Regions from separate parts of the Mus musculus genome. Here region 1 is linked to region 2. A link is a contact called in public promoter capture Hi-C data. All regions are on one chromosome and are shown on one strand. Each heading gives the region's core, a stretch centred on a gene start, on an enhancer-like site or on the middle of the called end of the contact. The rest is flanking DNA. Distances are from core to core; before and after follow the strand shown. Region 1 overlaps Afap1 (actin filament associated protein 1). Region 2 overlaps Acox3 (acyl-Coenzyme A oxidase 3, pristanoyl).

Region 1 (2,946 bases), core at 99-2,598, 300 kb after region 2:
TTGTATTCTGGAAGCATTCAGGATGACATTCAAGGGGAATGGTGAGGCAAAACAACTGTGGTCCATGGTCCACGGACTTGGGAGATGAGAGTTGAGTTCCACATCTGAGGAGGCCAGAGCTGTCAGAGCCCGTGGAGCTGGAGTTAGATGGTTATGTGTTACCTGACATGGGTCCCCTGTGTGTGCTGTTCGCCTCTGAGCCATCTCTCCAGCCCCAGAAGGCCCTTGGTAATTTTGTCTCCTTTTCTGTCTGTGTTTGATGGGACTTCGTGTTATCTTTCCTTCGATACACCTTTAAGGGCTGCATATGCCTGTGACAGCTGACCTTGCTGTCTCTCCACCTCAGCAGACACTTCCCACACCCCTCTGCTCACTGCATTGGTATGATCTGTCCAAGACACAAATGAAGGAACCTTGGACAACGGCCTGTGCACTTTCCCAAATACAGTTGGAAATGTATAAATTGCTTACTGTTAGGAAGCTGGAAGACATGTGAGAGGCTTCTGTTTGCAGTTTTAAGGTCAGGGGGGACTCCCAGCCCCACAGGGACTGTGCGGCACATTGGCCAAAGTATTGGTTTCAGAGTCAAAAGATCTTTATGTCCTGCTTCAGTAAGAGGGGATGGGAGGGGGATTATTGGAAAACTCACTGAATTTTTGTGAGATTGGTGTTTTTTATTTTTTAAAGTTATTGTATTTTTAACTGTGTGTGTGTATGTGTGTGTGTGTGTGCACTCGCACTTGCTTGCACACATTGCATATGAGTGCAATGCCTTCAGAGGCAAGAAGAGGGTGTCAGGTCCTCCTGGAGCTAGAGTTCCAAGCAGTTGGGAGGCATCAGCTGTGGGTGCTGGGACCTGAGCTCAGGTATTCCACAAAAGCAGGAAGTGCTCTTAACTGTGGAGTCATCTCTCTATCCCTCTTGGTTTGTTTCCTTGATGAAATGAGCTAAGGAAGCAGTGTGTCCCGAGAGCAGGTGAGCTATACTGTGGCATGGCTCAGCAGCCTGTAAGGCATCATGTCTACTGGGAATACAGCTGTGTAAACAACTTCTCTGGAACTTGAAGAAAGCACATCTGTAATTCTGCCCGAAAACCTGAAAGGGACAGCATGCATGGTTTATGCCCGTGAGCCCTGGGTGAGGTCGAGCCTGAGACAGCCCCCTTAGGTCTTATGACAAGCCGCGCTAACCTAGGACACCTGCCCCACCATGGGAAGGAGGCATGTGCTCCTCCTGCCTGCATGCGATGGGTGGGGTGTCTCCAGTGGAGCAGGACAGGAATGCACATCATGTGGCTCAGAAAAAAAGCCTTCTGGTCTTCCTGTACTTCGGGTAGTCTGTGCCAAGGAGGGAGGGCAGGAGTGAGGAGTCACTTTCTGGTAACCTGCCAAACCTTCCGCAGCCGGTCTGCCTACAGAGTGACCCGCATGACAAGTAGAAGACAGTGAGAGACAGATGGACCGTGTCTGCTCAGTGCTTTACGGCTTTTGTGGCCTCAGAGCAGTCAGAGACAGGGCTGCCAGCTTGCTAGCTTTCCGGGGAATGCCGGGTCAGAGGAGAGGCTGAGACAGTGAAAAGAACACAGGTCACTTTTCACTGTGCTGAGAGTGACTGCTGGGAGCAGGGGGGTGGGGGGTACAGGGCAGGGGTGGGGGACACCAGAGTGTGCTCTTCTTATATTAATATGTCTTAGCCAACTCAGGCCTCATCCATTACTAACCCTGACAGCAAAGGGCTTCTAGGAAGATTAGTGATGCAGGAGGAGTTGCAAGGTTTGCAAGAAACTGAAGGCTTGCTTGAATTGCTATTAGTGGAAGGCCTGTAGGTGTGAAACACTTTAAATGTTCCTCCAGCTTATGTGTGTATGTATGTGCATGTGCCTGTTTGTGCGTATGCGTGTATGTGTGTTCCTTCAGCTAGTGTGCGTGTGTGTGCCTGTGTGTGTGTTCTCATTTTCCTTTCCATCTCCTAGGGATGGAAACAGGGCCCTATGGCTCCTTTCCTGGCTGGTGGCTGAATTCCTTCAATGGTATCTCTGTCCTCCGAGTTTCTGTGCTGTTAGTTATTTATCTGTCCCCGGGGCTCAGAGCAGAACCAGTAGTGACACGGAGGGAGCAGAGGCCGCAGAGCTGGCTTCTTTTGTGCTGCTGTGTCCTCCATTTGCACCCCGATCTGAAGCGTCGCTGTGCTGAGGGGTGTGTGTAGGCAGTACACTTTCACTGTGGTTCAGGCATGAATTTCCTCCCAGAATTCCCCGGGCTCAGTTAGTCCCCAGGCTTCTGGCAGGGAGCAACAGGAAGTATTTTGTGTAGAAGCCTACACCCAAATCTCTCTTCACCTGCAAGTTTATTTGGTTTGGCCTGAAATAAATCTGGGATCCCAGTTTCTTTTTCCTAAAACAGAGAGTAAGTGCTCGTCTGTTGTCACAGGGTAGACAGGTCTGTGGTCACAGGGTAGAGGCTGCCCTGTCTCAACCTGTTTCTAGTGCTCAGAATCCCAATGAGTGTGTTGACCTGAGCCAAGTGTGTGAGTGTCTGGGACAAGGGCTTTGCAACCCTGGCTGCACAGGGGATTTTTGAGACAAGCAGGCCAGCTGCGATAGAATCTCTGAGAGTGGAGTGCAGGGAGATGTTGCTTTTAGGGATCTCTTGATTGTTCCTGTGTACAGCAGAGGCTGAGAACCCCTGGTCTGAGGTGTTGCGGTGTTGCAGGTAGGAGCAGTGCCGAGGCTTCCCCTCTACTGAGCCTTGCTTCCTGCAGACAACAGGGAACAACTTGACACTCCATCTGGCTGGAATCTCCCATGAGCACACTTACCGGCCTTCACTCTGTTCTGACCCCCTCCCATCTCTCCATGGAGCAGAAAGCTGATAGGTAATTTTGCAAGATCACCATACATCTCATTTCAGTGGCACAGGAGAGCCTCGAGTATGAAGTCCCCAGAAG
Region 2 (3,179 bases), core at 233-2,732:
TAGACCTCAGTCTCCAGTTCTCTGACGTCCCCCTCATAGGAGACCCAGTTACAGAGGTGGTTGATTGGCTGCCTCCAGCACACCAGGCCTCTGTCCCGATGCAGGTGTACGGCTGCCGGCCCCTGGCCCTGGCCTTCATGGAACTCACCGTGATGCAGCGATTCCACGAACATATACACAGCTCCGGTCTGTCTCCATCTCTGCGGACTGTGCTCGGGCGGCTCAGCACGCTCTACGGCCTGTGGTGCCTGAGCCAGCACATGGCCCTGCTCTACCGAGGTGAGGCTGCTACTTGGATGGCTGTCTGAGAAAGCAGTGACCCAGGGACCTTTCTCTTTGCTGAAAAAAAATCATCCTGAAAGTAGTTCTCGCCATTGACACATTCCCAGCCACATAGACCACTGTTGATATTCTACAGGAAGGCTACTGGGAGCTTGATCCCTTACTCTGTCCCCCAGTAGCTTCACGGGCCTACATGCCCCACATACCATAGCCCCATGACCCTTCTAGGCCGCCAGCCCCCCTCACATCCACCTGAAGTGCGGCTGGGCACCTGTGTGGTCTGATGCTGACACCTGCCTATCCCTATTCCCCCTGTGGTCCCCAAGCCTCAGGCCCTTGCCTCTCTCATGTCTCCTTAACCAGGTCTGACACATGCACAGGAGTGGCGGGGGTGAGGGGTGACAGGGAACCTCAGAACTGGTCTGGAGCCAGCATGTTTCTTCCCAGACATCACAGTAGACTGGTTAGTGCTCTGATACCCTGACATCTCCGTTCAAAAGGCTTCATGGGACTAAATGGAAAAGGCCTTTCTTATATGCTGTGGCCACAGGGCTGAGGAGTGTTTGACAAAGCTGTGCTTGCAGGTGGCTACATTTCTGGGGAACAAACAGGAAGAGCGATGGAGGACGCCATCCTGACCCTGTGTGAGCAGGTGAGTCACCACCTTTGTTGGGAATTCTCTCTGTCCCCACTGTGAGGCCTCTACCATCACCCCGAGACTGTCTGCCCTAGCTCTGCCATCACCCAAACGTTATTAAACTTCAGTGTGCTTGGCAGGAGTTATTTGAAGGAAAAAAAATTGTATGCATTTCAAGAAAGTCCTTGGGTGTCTCCACAGCAGATTGCTCTGTGGGGCTTAATAACGGTCTGTGTGAGGAAGCAGGGGTCACGGAACCACCGCCTCAGCTGCAAGTGTGATAGCTTTTGCAGGAGCTCAGGAGCACTTTCTGCCCCTGTGGCTTCTGGACTTCCTTTCCAGCTTCAGAAAAAGCAGTCGGCAGTTTGGCCCTAGGCTGGGGATGCGCCTCAGGGGACACGCTAACAGGCTGCACTCAGCACATCTGCCAGCTTCCCAGCCTTGCCGCAACAACAAATGCTGGCTGTCCCGAGTCAATGGCGACATGGTAGAAGTATGCAAACACACACCCAGGGAATCTATAACCCAGACCGGTGAGGCCCCACTCTGTGCCTGCTCAGGTTTCCAGTTCACTGTAGCAACCAGCAGCGGGGCTTTGTTACTCCATGGTTGCCATGGAGACTGTAGGGCGTAGCCAAGTGGATGAACTTTGTTTCCCAACAGCTGAAAGACGATGCGGTGGCCTTGGTAGATGTCATCGCCCCCTCCGACTTTGTTCTGAACTCCCCAATTGCCAAAGCTGATGGTGAGGTAAGGGGAATGCCCCCTGTGGCCGCTGAGGACACAATTTCCTGGAAATTGTCATACTTGGGGAGCTTTCTGGGGACAAGAGAAATCAGGTGGTGTCACAGTTCTTTGCCACTCCTGCTCTGTGTCTTGGATCCCATTCCTGACCACCAGCCTTCACCCCACAGAACAGGGAAGTTGCACCGTTGTCCTGGAGTGACATACAGGTCCCAGCCTCCTCCATCCCTCCATGCCTGCTGTCCACATGGGCCCTACAGCTCAGTCACAGACATGGCGTCAGAGCCATAAATTTGACAAAACAGCTACCATTAGCCACCCTGGCCCTGGTCTTTGTGGTCAGACATGACCCCATCTGCTTGGTCTATTTTTAAAACCCTGGCATCTTCAAGTTCTCCTCTGCTCTGCCCTCCAACCACAGTTGACTACCCCTTGGCCATTCCAGCTATGGGGCCATTGCCCCTCTGTGCCTACCTCTACAGCCCCACAGCCCTTGGTGAGCTCCCTGGTGTTCACTGGCTACCAAATTCTAGCATGGCTTGTTCAGAAGCAGTTAGTGGGCTTAAGCCTCACCCGAGGTGCAACTGGCCTCTTCTTCCCCCGCCTGCACCTTCCTGCCCTGTTTGACACCCCACCACAAGGTGATGCCCATGTAGGGAGACGTCCACAGACTGGTGTTCTGAAGTGCCTTGCTATCCCTGGGCCTATACCCCTCTTATTCTGCCAGCATGACCTTGCAAGGTGTTCCAGCTATGTGCCGGAGGCCTGATGGTTGTGAGCTGTGGGACAGGTTTAATCTTATCCACTCCAGGGCTGTGGTGGCTTGCTGTGAGCTGGCGATCAATGGTGAGGACATGGAGTCCGCTGTCCTCAGACAGCACTCTGGACTCAGCGCTTCACAAGCCTGTGAGGGCCCTGTCTGGGGGGTCTGAACCCCCAAGATTGGTACACTCAGGCTATACATGTGCATTGGAGTGGGCATCCAGGGAGCAGATGTGAGCCAGGGCTGGGCAGGTTCCCAGGTGCACCAGGAGTGTGTACAGGCAGGGCCGGTAGCCCACAGGGTGTGCACCACACCGTTTTTTATGATCAGAGCCTAAGGTGCAGAACAGCCTGCCCTGTGGTCCATGCATAGCAGAGCCAGCTGTGGACAGAGATCTGGGTCCTGTGTTAGAACTGATAGACAAGGAACTTTGAGTATGAAGAGAACACTGGGGAGTAAGGCTTGCCTCAATTGCCTCCCCCCCCCCCACACACACGCAGGTCGACTTCTCAGGCATTTGCAGACAGGACCTTCTTGGTAGGACCACCACATGCAGGGCCTGTTGCCTGCAGAAGGAACTGAGCACATGCTCTCTGGTCAAGAACTGCTAGAGGCAGAGAGGATGGAGAGGAACTTGTGTTTCTGAGTGCTGCAGCTCAGTCCGTGGTGGCGAGGTCCTGCCTGGCAGGGTGACTGCACACACTGTTCAGCCTAAGGAAGCAGTGCCCCCTTCCCAGGCCCGCCCAGCAGGCA

What was found. Capture Hi-C pulls out chosen DNA fragments and counts their contacts.
Region 1: a promoter capture Hi-C map of adipose tissue shows a contact between it and region 2. The contact joins two enhancer-like sites.

Annotation. Positions count from the first base shown.
Region 1 is chr5:35,906,828-35,909,773 of GRCm38.p6, forward strand. All of the region lies in intron 1 of Afap1 (actin filament associated protein 1), which reads left to right. Among named protein-coding and RNA genes, the nearest start is that of Afap1, 15 kb to the left of the region's middle. Within about 2 kb of position 1,349, at least 144 of the 459 cell types and tissues checked have an H3K27ac peak or open chromatin away from gene starts, as enhancers often do. A contact at or near this core is called in adipose tissue, where this site is marked.
Region 2 is chr5:35,608,154-35,611,332 of GRCm38.p6, forward strand. It overlaps Acox3 (acyl-Coenzyme A oxidase 3, pristanoyl), which reads left to right. Exons shown (of 19, transcript NM_030721.3): 16 at 105-279; 17 at 867-934; 18 at 1,583-1,669. Among named protein-coding and RNA genes, the nearest start is that of 4931431C16Rik, 21 kb to the left of the region's middle. Within about 2 kb of position 1,483, at least 113 of the 459 cell types and tissues checked have an H3K27ac peak or open chromatin away from gene starts, as enhancers often do. A contact at or near this core is called in adipose tissue, where this site is marked.